2 separate regions of the Sus scrofa genome follow, and region 2 is linked to region 1. Evidence: chromatin contacts called from public Hi-C data. All regions are on one chromosome and are shown on one strand. Each heading gives the region's core, a stretch centred on a gene start, on an enhancer-like site or on the middle of the called end of the contact. The rest is flanking DNA. Distances are from core to core; before and after follow the strand shown. Region 1 has its middle 49 kb from the start of CDK13. Region 2 has its middle 99 kb from the start of CDK13.

What was found. Hi-C and Micro-C count contacts between places; a contact is called where the count stands out from the background.
Region 2: a contact with region 1 is called in a Hi-C map of alveolar macrophages, with 1.8 times the contacts expected there. The contact joins two enhancer-like sites. A contact is called at or near these places in 9 of 47 Hi-C or Micro-C datasets (adipose tissue, alveolar macrophages, embryonic fibroblasts and 4 more).

What each region holds. Positions count from the first base shown.
Region 1 is chr18:54,475,720-54,481,794 of Sscrofa11.1, reverse strand. No RefSeq gene overlaps it. Among named protein-coding and RNA genes, the nearest start is that of CDK13, 49 kb to the right of the region's middle. Within about 2 kb of position 3,419, at least 33 of the 83 cell types and tissues checked have an H3K27ac peak or open chromatin away from gene starts, as enhancers often do. A contact at or near this core is called in alveolar macrophages, where this site is marked.
Region 2 is chr18:54,525,711-54,531,785 of Sscrofa11.1, reverse strand. No RefSeq gene overlaps it. Among named protein-coding and RNA genes, the nearest start is that of CDK13, 99 kb to the right of the region's middle. Within about 2 kb of position 3,410, at least 5 of the 83 cell types and tissues checked have an H3K27ac peak or open chromatin away from gene starts, as enhancers often do. A contact at or near this core is called in alveolar macrophages, where this site is marked.

The DNA of each region.
Region 1 (6,075 bases), core at 2,170-4,669:
TAAATAAATAAATACATTGTGGATTTTTTTTTCCTTTTTATGGCCCCACCTGCAGCATATGGAAGTTCCCAGGGTAGGGGTCGAATTGGAGCTGCAGCTGCTGGCCTCCACCACAGGCACAGCGACGTGGGATCTGTGACCTACATCCTCATGTTTACAGTTGGGTTGTTTCCCCTGAGCCATGACAGGTGCTCCACCTAGTCAGGTTCCTAACCCAGCGAGCCACAGCAGGAACTCCTGGAACAACGCTTTTGAAGGAATCAATCTGCCTTTCCCAAAGGCGGGTCTTCTTCCATAATTTGTCTGCACAAGACTTTTAAAAAGATGGCCTCGGAGTTCCTGTCGTGGCTCAGTGGAAATGAATCTGATTAGCATCCATGAGGACGTAGGTTCGATTCCTGGCCTCACTCAGTGGGTTAAGAGTCCAGCATTGCCGGGAGCTGTGATGTAGGTTGCAGACAGGGCTCAGATCCCCCGTTGCTGTGGCTGTGGTGTAGGCCAGCAGCTGTAGCTCCAGTTGGACCCCTAGGCTGGGAACCTCCAAATGCCACAGGAGTGGCCCTAAAAAGCAAAAAAAAAAAAAAAAAAAAAAAAAAAAGAAAGAAAGAATGGATAGGGACTGACTTAAATGCCATTTTTTAAAATAGGCATTTCTTGTCTCAGCTGAGTGGAAAATTTTTAAAATTATGGAAAATAAAGAGGCGTAAATTCCTAAATCAAGGAATGATATAACTTTTTGAGGTTTAGTGACAAGGGGCATAAAATGTGTGTGCTTTCAAGTATACTAAGCACTTAGGTTCTGAAAACACCCTTTGGATCTAAAACAAGAAATCAGTTTGTCCTGGTACAGACTCACCTGGGAGAAGTAACGTTCCTGGACTTAATTGCCCAGCAGAAGAACTAACGCATTTCTCCAAAGACCTGCAGGTGGCCAACAGACCCATGGAAAGATGCTCGCCATCGCTAACTCTTAGAGAAATGCAAATCAAAACAACAATGAGGAGTTCCCTTCATGGCTCAAACCCGACAAGGATCCGTGAGGGTGCAGCTTCGATCCCTGACCTTGCTCAGTGGGTTAGGGATCCAGCGTTGCCGTGAGCTGTGGTGTAGGTCGCAGACATGGCTCGGATCTGGCCTTGCTGTGGCTGTGGTGAAGGCCAGCAGCTAAAGCGCCAATGCAACCCCTCCCCTGGGAACTTCCATATGCCACGGTACACTGCAATGAGGTACCACTCACCCTAGTCAGAATGGCCATCATTAAGAAGTCTACAAATAACAAATGCTGGAGGGAGTCTGGAGAAAAGGGAACCCACCTACACTGCTGGTGGGAATGTAAATTGGTGCAGGCACTGTGGAAGATGGAATGGGTTCCTCAAAAAATTAAATATAGGATTACCACGTAATCCAGCAATCCCACTCCCGAGCATATATCCAGACAAATCTATAATTCAAAAAATTCATGCACTCCTATCTTCATAGCAGCACTATTCACAATAGCCAAGACACGGAAATAACCTGAATACCCATCGACAGAGGAATGGATAAAGAAAATGTGGTACATATATACAATGGAATATTACTCAGCCATAAAAAATGAAACAATCCCATTTGCAGCAACATGATGGACCTAGAAATCATACTAAGCAAAGGAAGTCAGAAAGAGAAAGACAAAGACCATATAATATCACTTATACGTAGAATCTAAAATACGACACAAATGAACTTACCTATGAAACAGACTCAGACACTGAACAAACTTGTGGTTGTCGAGGAGAAGGGGGGTGGAGGAGGGATAGAGTGGGAGTTTACCAGACCAAACTATTATATATAAAATGGATAAAAAAAAAGTTCTTACTCTATAGCACATGGAACTACATTCAATATCCTATGATAAACCATAATGGAAAATACATATTTTAAAAAAGAATGTGTATATATATATATATGTATGTAGAGCTGAATCTCTTTGTTCGACATCAAAAATTAACACAACAGGGTAAGTCAACTACATTTCAATTTAAAAAAAGAAAGAAACCAGCCTGGTGTGAGTGAAACCATTTCCTGTCTTTAGGCAACAGGCTTCATTCAGCCTCCGTGACCTCCCCTGAGTTCCAAAGGGTGGGATCAAGCAGTTGCTCCTCAGAGCTAAGAGGAGCAGAAAAGGGACAGCCAAGAAACAAAAGGGCAGCCTTGGGGCAGGTCCCAGTTCCTCCTCTAGGGATGCACAGAAGAGTAGCGGAGGTAAAACCCCCAGCAAATGAAAGGCGCTGACTACCTGACAAAGCCTTCTTCACTCCAGGACCACCCCAACCAGTCCCAGGGCCACTCAACACCAACTTAGAAGAAGAATGAGAAAGAAAGAAAAAAGAAAAACACTGTAACAATAAATATCCCTGTGTAATTTACAACAAATGCAATAATAAAGTCTTAAAGGAAATTTTTAAAGGAAGAATGAAATTTGCTCTACCCTGATCCTTATCCGTGGCCCTGGTTCCCACTCCCAAACGGTAAGACCATCTCCTATTCTCTCCCGAAGGAGGGCACAGTCTTTAGGGCATTAGTCCGCCGTGACCTCCTTCGCCTGCCAAAGCGATCAAAGCTGCTCATTCCTCCGCCTGCGTTTCTATTAGGCGCCGATGGACAGAGGCTGAGTTTTGGCAACAACAGAGCTGAGAGCAGGGGAACAAGACTGACTGAAGATCTTCTGTGACAGCAAAATGTACAAGTGCACAATCAGAAGACACGTGAACAGGGACAAATCATCACCCCACAGGGCGAGCCCTCCAGCTTCCAGGAGAGATGAAAACTGTCATTTGAAAAGGCAGAAGGGAATTCCCGTCCTGGCCCAGCCAGGAGCTGGGGTGTAGTGGCAGACTCGTTTCGGATCTGGCATTGCTGTGGCTCTGGTGTAGGCCGGCGGCTACAACTCCGATTAGATCCCTAGCCTGGGAACCTCCATATGCCGCAGGTGTGGCCCTAGAAAGCAAAAAAAAAAAAAAAAAAAAAAATATTATTAGAAGAAAGAAAAGGCAGAAAAATGACAAGCTTCTCCGGATTTGTTTTTTTTTATAAGACACTGAGAGGAAAAATAGCACATAAGTTTCTTTGTTTTAAGATCACAATTCCAGAAGACCTGTGGCTTGGAACAAAGAAACCCTTGGGTTTAAGTTTATTTCCTTAGTAAAATGATTTCAAAGACATCATTTTTTTTTTAGTACACCGTATGTTTTTCGAAAGAGGGAAGAATAGGTGTTGGGCTGCATCTGCACAGCTCGAAGAGCAAAGAAAGACCGCGGAGTCCACGACAGACCCCTTTAGGGATTAATGGACGGGGAGCTTACCCGTCGGAGGCCCGGCCGGCGCTGCACCGCCCGCGGCGGAAGATGGGCGGGACCTTGCTGGGGGGCGGGCGAGGGCCAGGTCTGCGCGGCATTGAAGTCGGATTGGCTCCTCAGCTGCCAGGGAAACCGGCAGAGGGGCCCGCCCCTTACCCCCCCGCCCCCTTCGGATTGCAATGAGCTCTAGCTGGGGCCTGGGGCTGGGAGTAGGACCGCCAGGGCTGTGGGTGGGGGGTAGGGAAGCAGGCCCGGCCGAGTGGGTGACGCACAGAGAGCAAGAGAACAGCCGTCCTGAGTGCCATCTCCTGCTGCTGCGGGGAGCTGTTGTGAGAATTAATTACGTTCGAAAACAAAACAGAAGTGGCAGCTGGACCAGAGCATCTCTGTGCTGTGAATGAAAGAAGAGAGATTAAAATATTTGCTGCGTGAAAAGGAACACTTCGGTTGGAGGGTACCTGTGCTCTGGTCCTGAGAGAGGTTTTCTTTGGCCGAGCTCAGTAGACGGTTACTGCTTTGGTGCCGAAGTGAAGGTTGGACACCCATCAAGGGGAGACTGTACTGGGCATTTGTTGCTGTTGCTGCTGTTTTCATCTAGCTCTACTCTGTAGTAACAGTACCCCGATTTTGCTCTAGGGAACCACTCCTCCCACACGATGAGCCCACAAGCTCCAGGGGACCCTGAATCCACCCCGGCTCTTGGGGAGAAGTAGGTGATCCAGGCGAAGCTGACAGCGGTCATTGGTTCGAGGAAGAACACGTGAACCACGTCAGACCAATCAGGACATAAGGATTCTATTGCGAGAAATTGAGTTCACCCGGAGAGGCTTGGACCTATTCTTTCTCATTGGATGTGAATAAGAACAGAGCTACTGGAGTTCCTGCCCTGACTCGGCTTAATGAACCTGACTAGGATCCATGAGGATGTGGGTTCCATCTCTGGCCTCATTCAGTGGGTTAAGGATCCAGGGTTGCTATGGTACAGGTCACAGATGCAGCTTGGATCCTACACGGCTGTGCTGTGGTGTAGGCTGGCAGGTGCAGCTCCTATTCGACCCCCAGCCAAGGACCTTCCATATGCCAGGTGTGGCCCTAAAAAGATTTTAAAAATAGAGAGAGAGCTACTGCTATAATACATTCCTGGGACGAGACAGGGTGGGGGAAGGTTGCAAAATGTTCTAACCGGCTGGAGAATTCAGTGATTGCCAAGAGACTAACAGAACACAAGTCACATTCTGCGATTTATTTTCTCGTGAAAGGTGTTATTGGGACAATTAGTGAAATTTGAGTGAGATCTGTAGATTAGCTGACATTATATCAAGTTTAATATCTTGCCTTTTTTTTTTTTTTTTTAAAGCAATGCACCTACAGCATATGGAAGGTCCAGGGCTAGGGGTAGAATTGGAGCTGCAGCTTCAGGTTTATAGCACAGCCACAGCAACGCCAGAACCAAGCTGCAGCTGCTACCTATACCACAGCTCATGGCAATGTCAATCATGAACCCCTGAGCAAGGCCAGAGATTGAACCCGAATCCTCATGGAGACTGGTCGTGTTTGTTACCCACTGAGCCACAACGGGAACTCTGAGATTCTTATTTTTAGATGATACGCAGTGAAGTATTTAGAGATAAAACATCATCACATCAGCAAGTCATCAACCATGATTCAAAAAAATGACATTATACACAAACACATGCAGATAAGGTGTGTATAAAGTAGGGACAAGAAAAGGAATGACAAAACAAATGGAATAAAAGGTGAAAAGCTGGGCAACCAGCTGAGGGGCATGGTGTAAATGGGAAATATATTTGGTCTTTGCCACACTTCCTGGCACTGAGCCCTAAAACCTTGGCATTTCCTGAGTGACGGGAGTGCCTTTTTCATGGGCAAGGAACCCTTCTTGTGCACACCTGAGCTTATGCTAATGAGGTGACCACACCCACCAACCTCTGGGAAGTTGGGGAGGCTGGAGATGAGCTCTGTAAAAACTCTGAGCAGGATTTCCCATTGTGGCACAGCAGAAACGAATCAGACTAGGGTCCATGAGGATTCGGGTTCAATCCCTGACCTAGCTCAGTGGTTCGTGGACCCAGCGTTGCCATGAGCCATGGTGTAAGTCGCAGACATGGCTCGGATCTGGTGTTGCTCTGGCAGGCAGCTCCAGCTGGCAGCTGCAGCTCCAATTCAACCCCTAGCATGGGACCTTCCATAGGCCACAAGTGTGGCCCTAAAAAGCAAAACAGAACAGGAGATCCCATCATGGCTCAGTGGTCGATGAGTCTGACTAAGAACCATAAGGTGGTAGGTTCGACCCCTGGCCTCGCGCAGTGGGTTAAGGAGCCGGCGTTGCTGTGAGCTGTGGTGTAGGTTGCAGGTGTGGCTTGGATCCCGCATTGCTGTGGCTCTGGTGTAGGCGACAGCTACAGCTCCGATTCAACCCCTAGCCTGGGAACTTCCATATGCTGCCAGTTCGGCCCTAAAAAGACAAAAAAAGCTGCAGTTGTGAGCTGCACCAGTGGCAACAATGCCAAATCCTTAACCTGCAGCACCACAAGGGAACTTCCAGGCAACTACCCTCAGATCACACAGAGAGAGCCTGTCTCAGGATGGAATAGACTCAGAGGAAGCAGAGCAGAAGGTGGATCTAGGTGACTTACTGGAGTCCACCGTTAAGACTGAAATCAGCTAATATGCTCAATTTGTGTGCTCTTCAGCCTGCATGAGTCAAATGATTCCCTTT
Region 2 (6,075 bases), core at 2,161-4,660, 50 kb before region 1:
GCTTCGCAAGTTATACGGAAACTAGAAGCCGTGTGCTATTTTTTTTTTCAGGCCACATTCATGGCACATGAATGTTCCCAGGCCAGGGATCAATCCGGCACCACAGCAAGGACCCATGCTGCTGTTTCACACTGTTTTGTCGAAATAAAATTAAACTCTTTATAAAAGCCAAAAAAAGAAATAGAAAATATATTCAATGTCTTTAGTCATTAGGTAAATTCAAATCACAACCACAATGAGGAGTTCCCTTTGTGGCGCAGTGGAAATGAATCCAACTAGGAACCATGAGGTTGCGGGTTCAATCCCTGGCCTTGCTCAGTGGGTTAAGGATCTGGCGTTGCTGTGACTGTGGTGTAGGCAGGTGGCTACAGCTCCAATTAGACCCCTAGCCTGGGAACCTCCATATGCCGAGGATGCAGCCCAAGAAAAGACAAAAAGACAAAAACAAACAAAAAAACAAAACAAAACAACCACAACGAGATCCTACTTCACATTCAATAGGACAGCTAAAATCGAAAAGACAGATAATAAGACAATAAGCATTACTGATGAGGGTATGGAAAAATTAGAACTTCATATACTAATGGTGTATGTTGTCATGGTGAGAATATGTAAAAACAGTACAGCTGCTTTGGAAAAGAAATTTGGCGGTTCCGCAAAAGGTTAAGCATAAACAAATGATCCAACAGTTTCACTCTTTGGTGTGTACACCCAAGAGAACTGAGAACACACATCCACTCAAAACGTACATAAATGTTCACAGCAGCATTATTCATCACAGGCAAAAACGACAAACAACCCAATATCCACATACAATGGAACGTTATTCAGCATAGAACGGAAGCAAGCAAATGCTTGAGTGCTCCTGAGCCAAAGGCTTTCAGTCTGACGTACACAGAAGCCAATACTACGGCACTGGTTTTGAGGAAAGAAAAAGCTTTATGGCAAAAATCAACCTGCAAGGAGACCCACTCAAATCTCTCTCCATGATCTGGGGTGCAATCAGACTTCTAGGAGTTCCCATGGTGGCTCAGTGATCAACGAACCCGACTAGTACCCATGAGGACACCGGTTTGCCTTGCTCAGCGGTTAAGGGTCTAGCATTGCCGTGAGCTGTGGTGTGTGTCCTAGACGCAGCTTGGATCCCAACTTGCTGTGGCTGTGGTGTAGGCTGGCAGCTGCAGCTCCGATTCAACCCCTAACCTGGGAACCTCCCTATGCCACAAGTGCGGCCCTAGAAAGACCAAAAAAAAAAAAAAAAAAAAAAAAAAAAAAAAAAAATCACACTTTGAGGAGTTGGGGAGGATGGGGTGGACGCAGAAGTGCTGGCAGGACAGGTCTGCCCTGAAGGGCTTTGGAACTTGGCCGTTTATGGTAGGGGTTGGAAGAAGGCTTCTGCACTGGATCTTCTTAGGGAAGGGACCCCCTGGTTTCTGAAAGTGTTCCGGGTTCCAAGTTAGCCATGTTCTCACTGTTTGGTTCTGGAGGGCAGCGGGAAAAGAGCAACTGGTTCTGGGAGTTGAGTCAAAAATTGTCTCTTCTGCACATGCTGTATGATTTGTGGCTTCCTTCTATTATCTCTGAAACACAACAGAGCAGGACAAGTTTGCGCTTGCCCCACGGTTACAACAACGCGGATGAGCCTTGAAACATCATGCTCAGCGGACGAAGCCGGTCGCAAGGGACCTGCCTATTATATGATTCCATTTATATGAAGGGTCCCAAATGGAGACAGAAATAGCCTAGCGGTTGCCTGGATCTAGGGGTTTGGGAGAAATAGGAGAGGCTGTAAAGGGCTTAAGGTTTCTCTGTGAGGTGATGAAAAGGCTCTAAAATCCCCCGTGGGATGGTCGCACCCCTCTTTTAACACATTAAAAACCAGTGAACTGAACACTTTAAATGGATGAATTGTGTGCTATGCGAATTAGATGTCAATAAAGCTGTTCTCTCTAAAATAAAGACTGCAGACCCTATGAGTCCCTTTATGCAGCGTGGTCTATCTCGAGATGGAGCCAGATGAGCGGTTTCCAGGGAGGACAGGGGTGGAGACAAAGACGCAGCAGCAGGGAGTCCTCGCAGCAGCGGAGCTGTCCTGTATCCCACTTGCGGTGGTGGCGGCCCGCATTTCTACAGGGAGCAAGCGCCTAAAACATGCATACACGCAAATGAAGGCACTCTTCTCACGCTGGGACCCACTCGCCAGAAGCCTGTCACCGTCTCACGCTGGCAGCGACTTCCCCTTGCGTGCACCCTGCTCCCCAGCACAACTGCCTCTGTGTTCATGTGCTGCTCCTTGCACAGTCCCAAGTCCCCTGAACCTTAAATCAGGTCCCAGTCCCTCGCCCCACTACCTGCTTCTGGGGGCTGCCGCCGAGGAGGGCGGAAGGGCCTCCTTGAACCCAGCCCTGGTCTTCCTGGGTGAATCCTTCGGTCCAAGACCAAAGGGCAGAGAACCGACGGATAAAACCCGGTGGAATCAATACCGCCCAGGGGCTGGAGAGGCATCCCGAGGCCTCAGCCCTTAGCTCAAGGGAGGAGATGATTTTAGGAGGCAGGCAGTGTACCATCAAGAGAGGATACCGTTGTGGCACAGTGGAAACAAATCCAACTAGGAACCGTGAGGTTTCAGGTTCGATCCCTGGCCTTGCTCAGTGGGTTAGGGATCTGGCATTGCTGTGGCTGTGGTGTAGACTGGCAGCTACAGCTCTGATTAGACCCTAGGAACCTCCATATGCCACAGGTGCAGCCCTCAAAAGACAAGACAAAAAAATAAATTAAATTAAACTAAATAAATAAAATGCAAAAGGCATTAAAAGAGAGAGAGAGAGAGAGACAATGCCCTCTGGAGTTCCCACTGTGGCGCAGTGGATTAAGACTCTGACTGCGGCGGCTCAGTCACTGCAGAGGTGTGGGTTCAATCCCCAGCCAGGCCCAGTGGGTTAAAGATCCAGTGTTGCTACAGCTGCAGCATAGGTGACAGCTGTGGCTCAGAGTCAGTCCCCTGGCCGGGGAACATCCAAATGCCATGGAGACAGCCATGAAGAAAGAGAGAGAGAGAAAGAGGATACCTTCCTGAAAGACAGAGAAAGACAAACACCACATGGAATCACTGAATCACTCAGATCAAAATCATAGAAGCAGAGAGAGCGTGGTTTTAGGAGCTGGGGGAAATCAGGAAGGGTTGGTAAAAAGGGAACGAGCTTCCACCATAAGATGAGTAAAGCCTTGTCACCCAGTCCAAGCTCATACTGATCGCCACACAACAAGCCAATAAACCGTGAGACGAGTTGTCAGCTCAAGGAGCAGCAACTTTATTCAGAAAGCCAGCAGACTGAGAAGATGCTGGACTGGTGCCCCAGAGAACCAGCTTGGCTGAGTTAGAATCCAGGCTTCTTTTACACTAAAAGGGGAAGTTAAACATTTCCTGGTTCCCATCAGCTTCACGGTGGGGGGAGGGGGGAAGGGGTTAATTTCTTCCTGCCTGTGGTCACTCTCAGGCAGCCCGTCAGCCCGTTCCCTGTGAGCTACACAAAGGTGGCTGAACCCAGTGCTCCTTCCCTGGGAGGCAGGGATCCCAGGGACGGTGCAGTGTGAGGAGTTGAAGCCTGCAGGCAGCATCCGTCCGGGATTCACTGGAGTGGAGCACGGAGCTCCGTCCCATCCCACTCCCACATTGTCAATGTCTGTTCCACAGTCTCGCGGGCAAAGGGCTGAGGACCACTCTGGCCCTTTGCCGAGTTGATGGATCGTCCTTCGAACCTCTGGCCGTCCTGGGACAAGCCTCTTTGCTTTTCTTATCTACACTATTTGAATTGATGACCCTCAGCACGTTGTTGTCTAACTTGCAGTTGAACTTGGGGGTTTTGGTCCAGTTCCCAATACACATGAAATTTTTGTGCTCTTTGTTTGGAAACAAGTGGGTTGACCCTTCTCCAGCTATGGGAAAATTTCCGCCTGCCTCTGCGGGCTGGGCAGACCTCTTAGAGGCAAACTCACGAACAGAGGTTAGTACAGTGGCCCCAAGTTTTCACACAGTTGGCAACTCCCAGGTCCTCTAGAGCATTTGTATCTATTCTCCCACCTGGGCGGATATTCTCCCAGACTGGCCTACTGGACAGTATTTCAAGGGGGCTTAACTTAATTAAGCCTGCTTCTGGGAGCCACCAAGCCATAGCAGGACAACTGGCTATACCTTACTCCAAGTTAAATTTGTCTCTGCATATTGTAGCTTTTTTTTTTTTTTTGTCTTTTTAAGGCTGCACCTGCAGCATATGGAGGTTCTTAGGCTAGGGAACCAGGCCCAGTGGGTTAAAGGATCCAGCGTTGCTACAAATCGGAGATACAGCTGACAAGGCAGAATCTGAGCCCCATCTGCGAGCTTCATCACAGCTCACGGCAACGCCAGATCCTCAACCCTCTGAGCAAGGCCAGGGATCGAACATGCACCTCATAGATCCTAGTCGGGCTCTTTAACCACTGAGCCACAACGGGAACTCCGGCAATGTTTCTTTTTAATGTAGGATTCATTTTCTTGGTTTTCCTGTTGATTCTGGTCTCCAGGATGAGGGTGGCATCAATGCCTGAATCCGGATCAGGGGATAATTTCCCTAAGAAGGGCTTTAACCACTTCAGAGCGTTTCTGTCCAGGTGAGCTGTGCTCCTACGCATCCTACAAACGTGTCTGTAAACACTAGAAGGTTATCTGCAATGTCTTGTAGCTTGAGGCATTTAAGTAAAATCTATTTCCAGTCCTCAGAGGGGCAGGGTCCACTGTGTTGGGCCCCCGCCTAGGGAGGTCGGACAACAACCGTTGGGTTATTTTTTCAGCCCAAGTCATGCATTTCTGAATGACTCACTGGACGGTTTTTGTAGGTTAGGCCCCACTGAATTATACCATATATATACATGTATTTTATATATCTAATATATATTAAACATTATATATAAATATGTGTGTATACACCCATATCTATTTTAAAATATTGAATGCTTCACAAATATGCATGTCATCCTGGTGTAGGAGGCAGGCTAATCTCTTTATTTTATTTTTTTGTCTGTTTAGGGCCTAACCTGCGGCATATGGAAGTTTCCAGTCTAGGAATTGGAGCTATAGCCGCCGGCCTACACCACAGCCACAGCAATGTGGGATCTGAGCCGCGTCTGCCACCTACACCACAGCCCACGGCAACGCTGGATCCTCAACCCTCTGAGCGAGGGCAGGGATCGAACTTGTCCTCATGGATACTGGTTGGAGTCGTTAACCACTGAGCCACAGCGGGAACTCCCAGGCTAATCTTGTCTGTATGGTTCCCATTTTAGCATGTGTGCCACCGAAGCGAGCACTCCATCAATCTATTTCTGAATCCCTGTAGTCCGCTCCTCTCCCATCGCGGCGCGATTCTGACCGGGCCCCCACACAGCAGCCCAGAGCGCCCCGGGCACTGGGAGCAGCAGGCACTGCCTTGCCGGGAAAGGTGCCATCCAAGGGAAACCCCGCTCTTTGCCCTTTTCCCAACACACCGGTTGGTATGTCGAAGGCCAGTCTGTGGGAGAAGGGAGGCCCGTGCCCGAGGCTGTTTTAGATCGGCTGTCCCGGGGTCCCTGTTCAAGGGGATTGGGCCCTGGCCATGTGTTTTGGTCTGCCACAGGATATGCCATCAGCACACACTCCTGGGTCTTTCTTACCTTTTCAAAGACCTGGGGTGGGCGCTCTCTTTCCTGGGGTTTTCATGAGCACCACCTGGAGGCTTCGAGTGAGTTCTGGTGGAATGGATGTCAAGCTTTCTGGTGAAAACTTCAAGGCAAGGTCTATCGGCAAGGCCGGCAGTCTATCAGCTCATTCCCCCCACTCCCCTGTCAGTGTTACCTGAATTAGGAGCGTCAAGTTCAAGGGAGCCCCTGGGCCTCTTCATTCATCAGCGTGTGCCTCTCTTTCTACCACCTGCTACTGCTTCTGTTTTGTCTTTTCTAGGGCCGCACCTGCGGCATATGGAGGTTCCCAGGCGAGGGGTCCAATCAGAGCTGTAGCTGCCGGTCTACAGCACAGCCACAGCCACGCGGGATCCCGGCTGCATC